Regions from separate parts of the Capsicum annuum genome. Here region 2 is linked to region 1. Evidence: chromatin contacts called from public Hi-C data. All regions are on one chromosome and are shown on one strand. Each heading gives the region's core, a stretch centred on a gene start, on an enhancer-like site or on the middle of the called end of the contact. The rest is flanking DNA. Distances are from core to core; before and after follow the strand shown.

Region 1 (7,471 bases), core at 2,168-4,667:
GTTTGTTTTCTGAATACAGTGAAAGTTTATATATAAGGATACTCAATAAACATACATGAAGGTCATACACCTCAATTCAAATAGAATTTATGTCAATAGAATATGTTAATAAAAAATTTGCGCATTTCTCTCGACATATTCAATAAATCTTTGACTGCTTTCAATATAATAATTTGATAATGCAAAGTGTCATAGAGCTATAGATCCTTGGTGACATTAGCGAATGATATATCATCATTACATATAGGGCAAATCTGCAAAGAAAAATATAGAGAAGTATGAACATTAAGAAATTATATATATACAATAACAAAAGATACATACATCTACAATAACACAATATTAGAGATACAAAATGCTTAAATTGTATCTATTGTTTTACAAAATATGTATTTTTGATATAAATATTTGAATTCGAAAAAAATAAAATAATGCGAGATACATATAATATACCTCTCATACACAATATGTATCTTTAAGCTTACTACATGCATCTTTAATATGATAATTTCACTAAAACTTTAAAACAAAAGTTACATATAAAACTTAAAGAGATAACAAGAGATACAAGATATTGAAAAAAGTATCATGTATATCTAAATATGTATCTAAGCCTAAAGTTATCCAGATCTGAAATAACAAGAGATACATAAATCCACAATAACACAAAATCAGATATACAAAAAACTTAAAATGTATTTGTTGTTTTACAGAATATGTATCTTTGGTATAAATAATTGAATCAAAATAAAAAAATAATGTGAGATACATACAAAACATCCTCGTACACAATATGTTTCTTTAAACTTACTAACATGTATCTTTGATATGCTTATTCCACTAAAATTTTAAAAACAAGAGATACATATAAAAACATAAACGGAGAACAAAAGATACAAGAAATTAAAAAAAGTATCTTTAGTGTCTTAATATGTATCTCGGCCTAAAATTGTCATGTCTGAAGATGCAAATACCTCTGAAAGCACATCTCTTGAAATAACTTCAATAACTCTTCTCTTCAAGCTTCAATTATTTACCTTCTGATTCAAATTCGCCTAACAAAATCAATCCTTTTTCAAAAATATATATATATATATATATATAATGAAAATAACCTGGCGGCATTCACGCTTCATTTGTCGTTTAGATTTCTTATCCTTAATAATGGGAGCACTTTTAGTCTCAGATACATCATCATTTTGGATTCAAACAACGTCCTCCTTGTTCTTGGTAGAAGGTCTAGAAGGTGGAGGGGGAAGATACTCTCTCTTTAAAGGAGCTATAGCTTTAGCTACTAACTCTTCCGCCGTTCTAAATTTTTGAGTTACTTCATTATCGTCGTTGGTTGATGACGGAGGTTGTAGTGGAGTTTCCGGCTGCTCCGCCAGATTCGCCGGCGACTGGTCCATAACACCAAAAATTACTTTGTAAAAAAAGTCCCAAATTATTATTTTTTTTGAAATAAAATCGTCAGCCAAGATTAGAAGAAATTGAAAAAGATTTTAGGGGAAAATTTTACCTTACTTCAAAATTTTGAATTAGAGGAAAAAATGAGATTGAAACCGGCCCCTAAAATAATGGCATAGAATGAAGAGAAATCGTTCTTAATTTGATAAAGTAAAGGCGTAGGATGAGGGGCTTTTAACATGTATCTCAACTTTTAGTAAAGTAGTAAATGTTGAAATATATGTAATATTTTTAAAGTATCAAATTTTTTAATAATTTAAAAACTTAAATTGTTCTTTTAGGTAATTTTTCCTAATATAATCTTACTTGAATAAAGCTGAAAGGCCCAAAGAGTATTGTGTCCTTTCTAAGTCCAAATAGTTTGTTGTGAACAATTGAACCCCATGGGCCATGATGTTGTGGCAAAGCCCAAAGGTGACATGACATGGGTAGTGTGTGGCAAAGCCCAAAAAGATAAGGGTGTGTCATTAAAAAGAAGGTAGGGAAAATTGAGTTCAATAAGGGGTTGTTTGGTAGGGTACATAAAAATAACTCTGAATAAAATGTATTAATAATGACTGTATTATTAATGCAAGTATTAGTAATGTTGGTATTAGTTATACAAATATCATTTTTTACAGAGTGTTTGGTTCAATGTATTAAAAATAATATATATTTATATTTTATTATAAAAAGATATTTATTTACCAAAATACCCTTCTTTTTTACTTCTCTTTGAAGAACAGCAGTAGCAGTAGCTACTGCTGGAAAATCCGATGACGCACCAACAATACAGTTAGGGGTGGGCGTTCGGTATTCGATTCGCTATTATTATAATTCGAATTTGGTAATTCAATAATCAGTAAATGAAAGTACATACCAAATACCATACCATTAAATTTCGATTTGGTAATTCGGTAATCGATAAATTAAACTTTGATTCGGTACGGTGTTTGATAAGACCATATTAAATTTAAATTTGGTAGACTCTACTCTAGGCCAACGGTAACAGTTTTCTTTAGAACTTAAATCAAAACACAAGATAAAGTTTCAGCCCTATGCCTTACAGAAATAACACTTTTTAACACTTCATCAGTAATGTTTCATAGCTCATTCATCATAATTTAACATAATAACTATTTAATGCAGCAATTGCTCCGGAAGATAATAGCCACATTTGTTCCTCAAATATTTGCCTCGTAGTGACTAGTGAGTGAGTTTAAATAAAAGAATTCACCAACCCTTTCATAAAAAATAACTTAGGAGATATTTAAAATCACAAAACATAGCGTCAAACCTTTTTGATAACTTAGTTACTTAGATAAAGCAGGAAATGAGTAACTCTGCATCAACTCTCTCACTGGACATAACTTAGATATACCTACAAGTTGCAACAAGACTAGATAAGTTCAGGTTGTCTTGATAGATAGAACCAGAATGAAGAAAACACAAGTAATATGAAACAATAACTTCATATTTGAACATGTTGTCCACTGCTGCTAACAATAAAAATTTTAAAAGAGATTTTCATTTTAAAATTTTAAAATGAATATAGTATTATAGACTTTTAGGTTGTGGACTTTTTTTGATTTTTTGTAGAATATTAATTTGGACTCGTGGCCTATGGAGTATAGACTATAGTCAGTTAACAATAATTTGATATTCGGTAAATACCAAATACCAAATGGTAGTAATATCTTTTACCAATTCCAAACCCAAATACCGTAATTTTAAAATTTTACTCCTAATTACCATATCAAATACCGAATACCAAATTCTTCGATTTTTCAGTAATTCGATTTTTGATATTTTATACCCTGCCCTAAATACACCTACAAATCAGCTACAATCCGAGGACGCACTAGCAATACAGCTACAAATCAGCTACAATCCAAGGACGCACCAGCAATACAACTACAAATCAGCTAGTAGCAGCAACAGCAACACGCAGGAAGCCAAATATCTTCATGGAGGCAGCAGCAATACAGCTATAAATCAGCAGCAGCTACAAGACGGAGCAAAAAAGTGGAGGTAGCAACTACTCAGAGAAAAAAAAAACTGAAAAGAGGGGTAAATTTATCATTTAACAAATTAATGCATGTGTTAGAGATTTCGTATTACTAATACATGGGAACTGGTGTGTATTATTAATACACCCTTCAATATACAATAGTGTGTATAACTAATGCTTGTATTAGTTATACATAGACTAAAAATTGTATCAAACAAGGCACTTATAATACACATTAACTAATACATGCACTATTTTTTTCAATACACTCTACCAAACGATTAACATATCAGTTGTTTTTCTCTCCACCCATCCAACACCCCCAGTTCTTACTCCTTACACTTTGGATGGTGGTTTGTCATGATTTCATAATGTATGGTATAGTATGATATGATATTGTATTGTGCAGTATAACACAATACAATGTCTGAATGAACTGTATTGTTCATTGTTGTTTAATAGCAATTTTATTATTTGGTTTGATGGTATGGTACTGTATCGTAACCTGTAAGTTTACTAAAATATCCTTCATTGTAAGAAATATTAAATTTATCAATAATTGTTAATAAAATAGTTTCTTCCTATTAATTTGTCACAAATTATGCCATGTAAATATATTAAGTCGTTAAATTCATATAAATTCTAACAAAATCAATATAAGAGTAGATCAAAATAAGTGTAATTAGATTATTTTTTATTGTAACAAATTTTATTTCTTTTTGGTGTTTTGAAACCTAACACCAATGATAAATACAAAGTTTGAATGCATCTTTTGTGTATTCTACGAGTGTGTTCACTATGGAATTCAAAAAAAAAAAAAATTAGGAAAATAAATTGTTTCTTATTTATTTTCTTGTATTTATCACACAAATAGAATCTTTTTCTCTAAAAAAATTTGTATATATTTAACACAAAATAATGAGAACGAATAAGATAAGTGGGGAGGGGTTGTTGGTAGGAGTTGGAGGTGGTGGTGAGGTATGAATAAATTTCTTAAACTTTTTAAAAAATAAAAAGAAAATTGACAGGTGGATGGGATGAGGGTAGCTTGTGGGGGAAGGGGTAGGAAGTGGGTGAAGGTGGGGTAAGAAAAAAATTTAAAATATTTTAAAAAAATAAATTCTAAAAAAGATTGAGGTGGGGTTTGGTTAGGGGTTGGGACAGGGAAGTGAGATAAGAAAAAAGTTTAAAATTTTTTAAATAGAAATTTAATTTTTTTTTGTGTGTGTGTGGGGGGAGGGGGAGTTTTGGTGGGGCGGAGGTCAAACTTGTGAGGTATGTTAATATATATATATATGTGTGTGTGTAATAGAGATATTTTTGTTATAAAAAAATAATTTTCTGCTTCTTCCCAAAAGCAGAAAAACTGCTTCTGCTTATTTTTAAGAACATTTTTACAAATTTATCAAACATCTTTTTTTAAAAAAAAATATTTTTTTCTCAAAATAAATATTTATTTTGAAAAATAAATAATCTCAAACAGACACTTAGTAACCATATCATATCATATAGATCCCTTTCTGTAACAAATGATGTCCAAGATTTTTGACCATTTTGGATTTTAACATGCTGATCTAGGCTAACTAACTTGGGAGTATGAAATTATTGAATATATTTGTTAGAAGAACATGTTGAAAGTTGCTAGACAAGTGTAAATATTTCCAAAGTAGTTTCCTAGGAAAGTCTTAATTTTTTTTTAAAATGTCATACAGTAGTGTTATTTTAATTATTTAGTTGACCTTCAATTAATACAAAATGACCCTTCTTCCTCAAGACTGGTAGAATTATAAAATTCATTGGCTGGATGCAACAATTTAATAGTTACTTTATCCTTCTGAATGTGAATGGCATCAGTATCCATTTTGTAAGTCATCAGTTTATCATTGTTTTTAAGGTAGGTATTTGAAATACTTCTAAAAATATGCAAGAATCAGGCCTTTAGAAATTTCTTAGCCTTTTCCTTTTACTATTATCTCTTAGATTTCTTGAAATTTTTTTGAAAAATAACTTTGGAAAATGTACTACACTCGTATGTTATGTCTCAACTTATACTCAAGTGTATAATGGGTAGTTAAGCTATTCAGGAAAAGCATGTCAAAGTTTTTAAGTATGTAAGTGAACTTTAATTGGAATAGACCTCAAGTTTTATTGGCTCATTGAGACAAGAGTTTAAGTTTGGTGCATTATTGGTGCGTTTTCGTTTTACATCATGCAATTTTTATAGAATTAAAGGAGGTGACATATCTGTTAGGTTTTTACCCTGATTTTCTTACTAAAATTAAGTTTTATTTTTTCTTATAAAGAAAATAAAAGTAATCATAAATACTTTTACTTTTAAATATAAAACTTTTCCATATTTGGCTAACCTCTTTCTTGAAGGAAAAGTTTTGAAACTCTATAAATAAAAGACTCCTCTTCTCATACTCCTCTTCTCATACCTTAACACAATAACATCCACAATGTAGTCTTTAAAGAATTTTTTTTAGGGGGAGATTTCTCCTAATAGATTTTAAATTTTTTCAATTTTATTTTTAATATGTAGGCCGTTTGGTCAAACCATATTAATAATATGCCTTTTAGTATTATGTTTTTTGTCGTCTGATTTATCGTTTTATGATTTGGCAACTAAAAGCTTCCACATGACGCCCTCTCAATTTCAAACCCAACGAGTGGTATCAAAGCCTACAGTTCAAAGCTCCAATAATTTGGTGAAACGAGATTAAACAGGTTCAAATCGGTTTCAAATCAAGTTGCAATCAATTTGGCGATAATGATGTTTTTGTCCAACTACATGTGGAGATGATATTTCAGTCAACAATCTTGCTGTCATATATTTAAAAATAAAGCTCACTTTTAATCCCTACAAAGGGCTCATATATTTTTAACCCGAAAAGGCTCATATATTTTTAATCCAAAAGCTCCATTTTTAATCATGCCAAGCAACAGTGATGAAGACTATATGAAGAACAAAGATCAAAGATGTTAAAAAGACGAATCACGTGAAGGAAAGATTTATTAGGCTTTTTGCCCTGATTTTCTTACCAAAATTAAGTTTTGTTTTTTCTTGTAAGGAAAATAAAAGTAACCATAAATACTTTTACTTTTCCTAAAAGGAAAATATAAAATTTTTCCTTATTTGGCTAACCTCTTTCTTGGAAGAAAGGTTTTGAAACTCTATAAATAGAAGACCCTCTTCTCATACCTTAACACAATATCATCCACAATATAGTCTTTAAAGAATTTTTGTTTAGGGGGAGATTTCTCCCAATAGGTTTTATGTTTTTTTTAATTTTATATCATAATCCAAAAACGAGGATCATGATGGCACTTGTCGCGGCGTACCTTGACAAGTAAGCTTATCACCCAAACTGATACGAATAGAGAAAAATATAGAAATACCCAAGGTAAGGCTTCTAGAATGAAGCCGAACCATATAAATAATCATAAGAATGCGGAAAGAACTTATCCAAAACACCAATCATGCCCAAAACTAGGTGTCAATAGTGTAAGAACTACTAATACAATCCAAGAGTCAAATACATTGGAAAAATAACCACAAAGGAATAATAACTGTCTCTGAACACTAATAAGGACATAACTAGTATAGAAAGCTAAAGGTGAACTTCGGACGCATAAATGTCCAACCGCTACCTTGGAAGCTCCAACAATCGCCCGAATTAAGTAAGCCGAGGAGCACTCGAGCTAGGACCTGCACCGAAAGGACGCAGTAGGCATGAGTACGGTCCATTTGTACTCAGTAGGTATCATAGGCCGACTAAGCAAAGTAGTAAATAAGGCATACAAAATATACACTAAGGGTATGTCACCTGCAATCAGAAAATGTCCCACAACGGTAGCCCACACCGCTTACACTAACAGTTCTAATATATCTCACATATATTGCAAAAACACATCAAGATATAGAACATAAGTATAGATTATGTCACATATAAAATTGAGAAAGAGAGAACATGTAGATACAAGATCATCAAATATAAGTAAAGAAAGGTAAGG
Region 2 (7,471 bases), core at 2,526-5,025, 76 kb before region 1:
CTCTTGATTTTTTTAAGTAAATAAATATTATTAATGCTTGGGCCAAACTCATCCATACACAAAATAGTATGCCAACAACAACAACAACAACAACATACCCAGTGTATTCCTACAAAGTGGGAGACGAAAAAAAACTTGATAAATAGTATACCAAAAAATAGAAAACCTACAGAAGAAAAAACTTACTACACTCTTGATAAATAGTGTTAATACATGTGTTATGACTTATACGCTACAATCACATATTTAAAATGCATGGGATAACTCATCCCACGATTGTAGTGTTATTTTTATCGCACCTTGAGGGTGGGATAACTAATCCCAGGATAACTAGTTTCCCAACAAACAACCTCTAAATGTGAAGTTCCAATAGACAGTTTCTTTTTTTTTTTTTTTAATAACTGTGGTGTCTATCCTACAAACACAGGTGCCAATAACTCTACCTACCAAGACTTGGACAAATGGGAAGAAATCACCGAGTATTTTTATCTCCGTGGAGATTTGAATCTGATACCCTAAGCAGATAGTATCTTGGGGCTAAAATCTAGAGACACCTCCTGCATGGTAGGTACTTAGTTTGTCCTGGCTGAGTTTTAGCAGGTTCAATTACCTAAACAATCTAGGAAGGAGAAACTGCTTGGTTCTTCCAATAGGTTATGCAGATCAAGTTTTAACTGCATTAGTACAGCATCACAATTGTTTTCTTATACTTCTTTTTCCCTTCCTAACAAGTGTCAAAAGCATCAGTATTCATTAAATGATGGTGAATCATTACCTCTTGCCCGTCTGCCAATTTCTGAAAATGGTGCCGGGCTCTTCTCCATCTCTTCTTCAAATGAAATGACTCTGATCAATATTAATAAACAATTAGCATACAATTAGTTATACCCACAAGACCTAAAGAAACGCAGTTAGTTAAGTGAAGGATGTAATAAGGAATGTGAAGGAAATACAACTTTTCTCCCATTATGTACAAACCATAACAAGAATCAAGCAGCGTGAAGTTTTGCATTTACAGTAGACAAATTAGGACTATTAACAAGTTGTTTCTCTGCTTTATGAACTCAATATTATGGCCTTTCTTCAGCTAGTTGTATGCCCTTGCTTGTTCTCAAGCAGAACAATCCTAAAAGAATATCTACAAAAATTAACCATATACAAGCTCGTTCTCGATGAAAACAGAAAAACAAGTACCCAAAAGAACACTAAATGAAATTATTCTGTTCCAATTTCAACAACAAATAACATATTTAAAACTAAGTATTTTCAACCAACTTTGGGGCTGAAGTGAAAAATTGAGTTACAACATCATAAACTTGCAATTTCTTTTTCTTTTTTTCTAAAATTGGTAAAAAGACATGAAATTTCTTGTGACAAGTACCTCATGACTTTCAAATTCATAAATAAACTTCTCTACAGTCTACTGTCAGCAGTGTCTATCTTGGTATCAATTTCTCAATTTCCCCATTATTAACATGAGCCTAATACATTTCTTTGACTATCAAGGCATACTATAACACAAACAGCCATCTGGTTAATGAACGTATTAACCCCAAACTCCATATATTTTTCTTTCTTTCCAGAACAACCACATTAAAATTATTAGTGAAACTTCAAACAAGTCTAATGTAAACCCCATTTTGTATATATTAGTAAGTGGCTTTTCAATTATTTGACTACCTAAATGCATTAAAACAGTATACCTATTAGACGTTACTGCAATCCAAAGAACACCAAAAGTAAAACCCACCCACACACACACAAATATCCCCACAACTTATATAAGCATAATACATTTCTTTGACTATCTAAGCATACTATACACAAACAGCCATCTAATTAATGGACATATTAACCCTAAACTCCATATATTTTTCTTCCTTTCCAAAACAAGTACATTGAAAATATTAGTGGAACTTCAAACAAGATTGCCTTCTGTACCCCATTTTGTTTACTCTCTCCATTCCAATTTAAGTCTTAATTTACTTTTTAACAGTTTCAAGAAGAATGATTTCTTTTTTTGGCAGTTCTTTAATCCTAACTTTACACATGGCTTGTTTAAGACCACAAAATTAAAAAACATTTTCATACATTGTACATATCCACAAGATTCAAAAGTTTTCTTTATTTTCTTAAACTCTATGCCAAGTCAAAATCAAACAAACAAAAAAGATCGTCCAAAATAAGTATATTAACCCAAACTCCATACATTTTTCTTCCTTTTGAAATTAAGTACATTGGAATTATTAGTGAAACTTCAAACAAGGTTTGTCTTCTACAAACCCCATTTTGTTTACTCTCTCAGTTTCAATTTGTTTGCCTTAATGTCCTCTTTAGTCCGTTTCCAAAAAAAGCACCTTTCGTTCTTTTTTTGGCAACTCTTTAATACTGACTTCCCACAAGGCTTGTTGAAAACCACAAGATTAAAGGTAATTTTGGTACATTCCACACATCTTTAATTCAAAAGTCTTGTTTACTTTCAAAAACTCCGTACCAAGAAAAACTCGGACAATCAAATTGAAACAAAGGGGGTATATTACCAAGTGATCTTTTCAATTCTTTGACTACCTAAAATCATCAAAACCGTGATCGCTAAGAAGTAAATGCAATCAATAATCAACCAAAGGAACCCAAAACTAAAACTAAAGTCCATCTCATAAAGAATGATCATTCTCTTTCCCCGTAGCTTGTTTAAGACTACAAAATTAATGGGCATTTTGAAACATTTTACATAGTTTTTTCTTTTTCTTTTTCTTTTTTTAATACCCATGTTGTCCAGGCTAGTTTCCACGCACCTTGACTAAATCCACGGGATACTTGTCACCTCCCATCAATAACAAATATCAAGTAACTCTGTCCATCAAGGCTAACGTAGATGGGAAGAATCACCTAGCATTTTTGTCTTTGCTGAAATTTGAACCTAAGAACGCAAGTTCTTAGCCCACTTTTTCATTGACTACTACGCCACCTCCTTGGGTGCAAGTGGCATTTCAATTATTTGACAAACTTTTTTCTCCATAAAGGTAATTTTAATTATTACTCCCTTCATTTCAATTCATTTGCCTTACTTTCCTTTTCCGTCCATTTCAAAAGGAATGACTCTTTCCTTTTTGGCAACTATTTACTAGCAACATTCCACATGACATCAATTTATCCCATTTTGAAATTGGTTTATTCTGCAGCAGCAACTGCTAGTTATACTAACTAGTTTTTTTTCCTCGACTAATGGCTTGACTGGTAGCAACCGGTTCTAGTAAATAAGATATAGGAACATAAGATAAAGGGTATTTTGGTAAATTTCACATATAATTAGGTTAAAAACATAAGATTAGAGAGTATTTTAATACATTTCACATATATTTAGGTTAATAGAACTAACATTCAAAAGTTTCGTGTCAAGTCAAAACCAAACAAATAAATTAAAACAGAGAGAGTATATGACTACCTAAAAGCATCAAAAATAGTCAATGCAATCAACAATCAACCCAAAACTAAAATAATCAACTACAACAAACATATTTTGTATAAAATTATATGCAATTTTTTCAATTTTCAAGATTACAAATTAGCTACATATTGCATTAAAGAAAAACTTAAATGGGTTCTCTTCACTGACCTATTTTGGTTCTCGACAGAGACGCAGAAATCGCCGTCGAGATTTGGGGTACGCAAAACAAAACGACTCAAACGTTTAGCTTAAACCTCTTAACTCTCTCTATTCAATACCTCAGGGGTTTATTTGTCTTTATAAGCAATTTATCATTTTCCTTATATTGCAACTTGGATCTTGGATCTTGGACTTGGGCCTAATATGATGAATGAGTCCAAATCACAACTGGGTCGGTAGGTGTGTTTATGGTTGGTTTGGGTTAATTATTAGGAAAAATTACATAAATCCCATATTTAAGACATCATATTACCTAATATATCTTAATATTTTAAAAATTACATAAAATTCCTATTTGCATATTTACTGGTGATACATATGTTATAACTTGAACACCCTATTTTCTATCCACTTTTCACTCTCATCTCTCTCATCATTTTACGCATCATCCTTTTTTTTCCCACAAATTACTCCCTTAAAATCTCTCCCATTTTAGTAGATTCTGAGTCAACTTCAGTTCAACCGTAATCGTTCATCCTTTAATTTCAAAAATTGGCAACTTCTTCAAAGAGGTTAGCTTTTGATTTGTGCTTTAAAATCCTTTTGTGTTGATTTATTTTATCTTCAATGGATAATGAAGATTCACCCTCATTCAGCTTGGGGATTTCACAAATTGAAACTCAAAAAGTTGTTCATTATAGTAATCAAGTAGTGGGTTTTACTGGCAATTTTGATTACACCAAATTAGGTTTTAGTGAAAATAGATCAAAGCAGCGAAACGATCCTGAATAATTAAAGATTTTTAGAGAAGCTTTAGCTGCTAAAAATTAATTTTCCGACATGCAAATGGAATATCAGGATGAAATTGAACAAATTTCCGTCTGATCAGGTATTATTTTCGCAACTAATTCATAAATGGTGATTCATATAACTGATTTTTTTAACTGGTGATTCATATGGGTGATTCATATAATTACAGATTAATTGATTACTTGGTGATTCATATTTTTTTGGGTGATTCATATGGGTGAAACACTAAAATGATATTTTAATTGGCGATACATATATTGTGTTGGTGATTCACAAATAGTGATTCATTTGACTGATTCTTTTAACTGGTGATTCATATAATTATTTGGCGCAATCAAGTAATTGTTGGAATGATGAGGTATGCCTCAGAGAAATATATATATAGCAATTAACTTTTTTATTAATTTTTATTATTTAAGCACAAACTGATTTTTACAACAAGACCCAAAAAATTTAATGTTTGCAGTATGAATATAGCTTTTCTGGTAGCAGATGTATCATAGTGATACATCTGGGTCTCATATGTGTTACTGTGATACATATGTTGTCTAACTTGAATTTAACTTGAAAATTTAATAAGGAAGCATGGCTTAGTGTTATCATTTAAACAACTGATTATTATTATTTGTTGATGATTGAAGGAAATGAATGTTGATGATTTGTACTAGCGAAACCCGACTAGTCTGGTTGAAGTATAGGTTTCATCAAATAATATTATGATCTTTATTCCTTTGGTCGTGATGATTGTTTTGGTTATTCTTGCGCAAGATTTGATCTTCATATCCAATGCTTAAAACTTTTGAACTACATTCTGCTGCATTTTTTTATGAGCAAGATTTAATTTCTATGCTGCATCCTGTTATAAGCGATGTGCAACTCGATACATTTGTTGTAGATTTAGCTTGTCTTTATGTTTCATGCGGAGTTGTGATTACTATATCTTTCTTTATAGTAATTAATATTTCAAGTCTTGTGTATGCCTTAAATGAATCACCTGTTCTTACACATCTTAGTTTTATATTAGAGTATATCGATGTGGTATTCTACTATCTTAGAAAGAAAGCAAAACTGGATACAACCAGTGAATATAGATATACCATTGTGAATTGCGTGTTCATGAACTATATCCATGATACATACACTCATTATCACCGAAGTCATTCTGAGATTGATCTCAGCTTGCATGACGAAAACGTTCGCTTAATGAAAGTGGCTTCGATGGAGAGATCAATTTATGAGATTATGCAAGGACTATGCATTCCATCTAGTATTCCATGGCATTTGATAGACGAGGTGTATGTGCCAATAAATTATAAAGGGTCGTTTCACTGGGTGTTGGCAGTCATAGTACTCAAGAAAAGATGCATTCGTGTGTATGGTTCGTTGAAAAGTCATAGATGTCATGCTAATGAAATAAAGGAGCTTGCTGAAATATTGTCAACTTATTTGACAATATCTTATTTTTTTTTTAGAAAAAAGATCGCACAAACTGGTCACTTCTAGATGCATATAAGAAAAAGATGGACCAGCACGCATTTGATGTTCACATTATTGATGGAATTATACAACAATCAAGTGATACGTTGTAAGTATCATTTATTCTTTTGAATAAGAGCTCACGACAACACATAAAATACCTACTTTTCTATTTTCAGGGATTGTGGCTTGTTTGTTGCAGCATATGCTGAATTTTTAAGTGACCGACATCAAATACCATCTTCAAAGTTTGATCCAAAAAAGCATCGTACAAGATACGCATCCTTGTTATGAGACTATGGTGTGAACAAGGCATGCACTGGATATGTTGGTGACAACCAGGATCCGCCTAGGCCTAAACGCACTTTCATTCGATCTGAGGATACAGAGATGATTGATGTTGAACCGTAGTTGTCTAGTATTTATTGTGTGACAAAAAGATATTGATTTCTTATGTTTGTGGAATTCTGGTTTTTCAGTTTTTTTATGTTTGAAAATTTCAGGATATATCATGACAACGAGTTTTTTTGTATAAAATGTCATGACATTCTATCTTAGAAGCAGATCTGGTATTAGTACTTTTGTGGGTAGTTCAACTTACATAATCTATCACTAATTTTCAGTTTTATCTATTGATATGTAGCATCACTATTTTGTTAACAATCACAAGTGATCTAATATGTATCACCAAATACCATATAAATCACCATTTATATTACTAACCAGTTTTTATATGAATCACCAAATACAACTTAATATGTTAAGTTGTATTCTGTTATCACCATTTATATTCTGTAATCATATGAATCTCCACTTTCACGAATAACCAGTTAAATAAATCACTAATTATATGAATCTCCATTTTTTAAATGGTTAAAATAAATCACCAGTTAAAAATGATTAAACCTGAATAAACTGTAACCAATATGTTGAAAATGGATCACCATGTTAATTTTAATTTCTAATATGAATCAACTAATTTTACACGAATGGTTTATATGAATCACATAACAATATTATTTTTAATATTTATCGCCAAATACCATATAAATCACCATTTATATTATTAACCAGTTTTTATATGAATCACCAAATATAACTTAATATGTTAAGTTGTATTATGTTATTGCCATTTATATTTTGTAATCATATGATCTCCAGTTTCATGAATAACCAGTTACATATATAAATCACTAATTATATGAATCACCATTTTTCAAATGGTTAAAATGAATCACCAGTTAAAAATGATTAAAACTGAATAAACTGTAACCAATATCCAATATATTGAAAATGAATCACCAATTAACATGTCAATTTTAATTTTTAATATGAATCAACTAATTTTACACGAATAGTTTATATGAGTCACATAACAATATTAAGTTTTTTAATATGTATCAATTGAAAAAAATATGATTAAAATGTGTCACCAATTAACCTGTTGAGATTAAATAGTAGTATGTATCACTTTATAATTTTGTTTAGGAAACGTACCACTAATTATATGAATCACCATTTTTCAAATGGTTAAAATGAATCACCAGTTAAAAATGATTAAAACTGAATAAACTGTAA

Evidence for each region. A called contact is a pair of places that touch in the nucleus more often than the background predicts.
Region 2: a Hi-C map of bud shows a contact between it and region 1, with 2.0 times the contacts expected there. The contact joins the promoter of LOC107855213 here to the enhancer-like site in region 1. A contact is called at or near these places in 2 of 5 Hi-C or Micro-C datasets (bud and placenta).

What each region holds. Positions count from the first base shown.
Region 1 is chr7:35,450,772-35,458,242 of UCD10Xv1.1, reverse strand. No RefSeq gene overlaps it. Among protein-coding and RNA genes, the nearest start is that of LOC107877780, 12 kb to the left of the region's middle. Within about 2 kb of position 3,417, at least 5 of the 5 cell types and tissues checked have an H3K27ac peak or open chromatin away from gene starts, as enhancers often do. A contact at or near this core is called in bud, where this site is marked.
Region 2 is chr7:35,526,652-35,534,122 of UCD10Xv1.1, reverse strand. LOC107855213 (mitochondrial outer membrane protein porin 4) reads right to left here and starts at 3,775. Exons shown (of 7, transcript XM_016700205.2): 1 at 3,617-3,775; 2 at 776-846. The coding sequence starts at 824.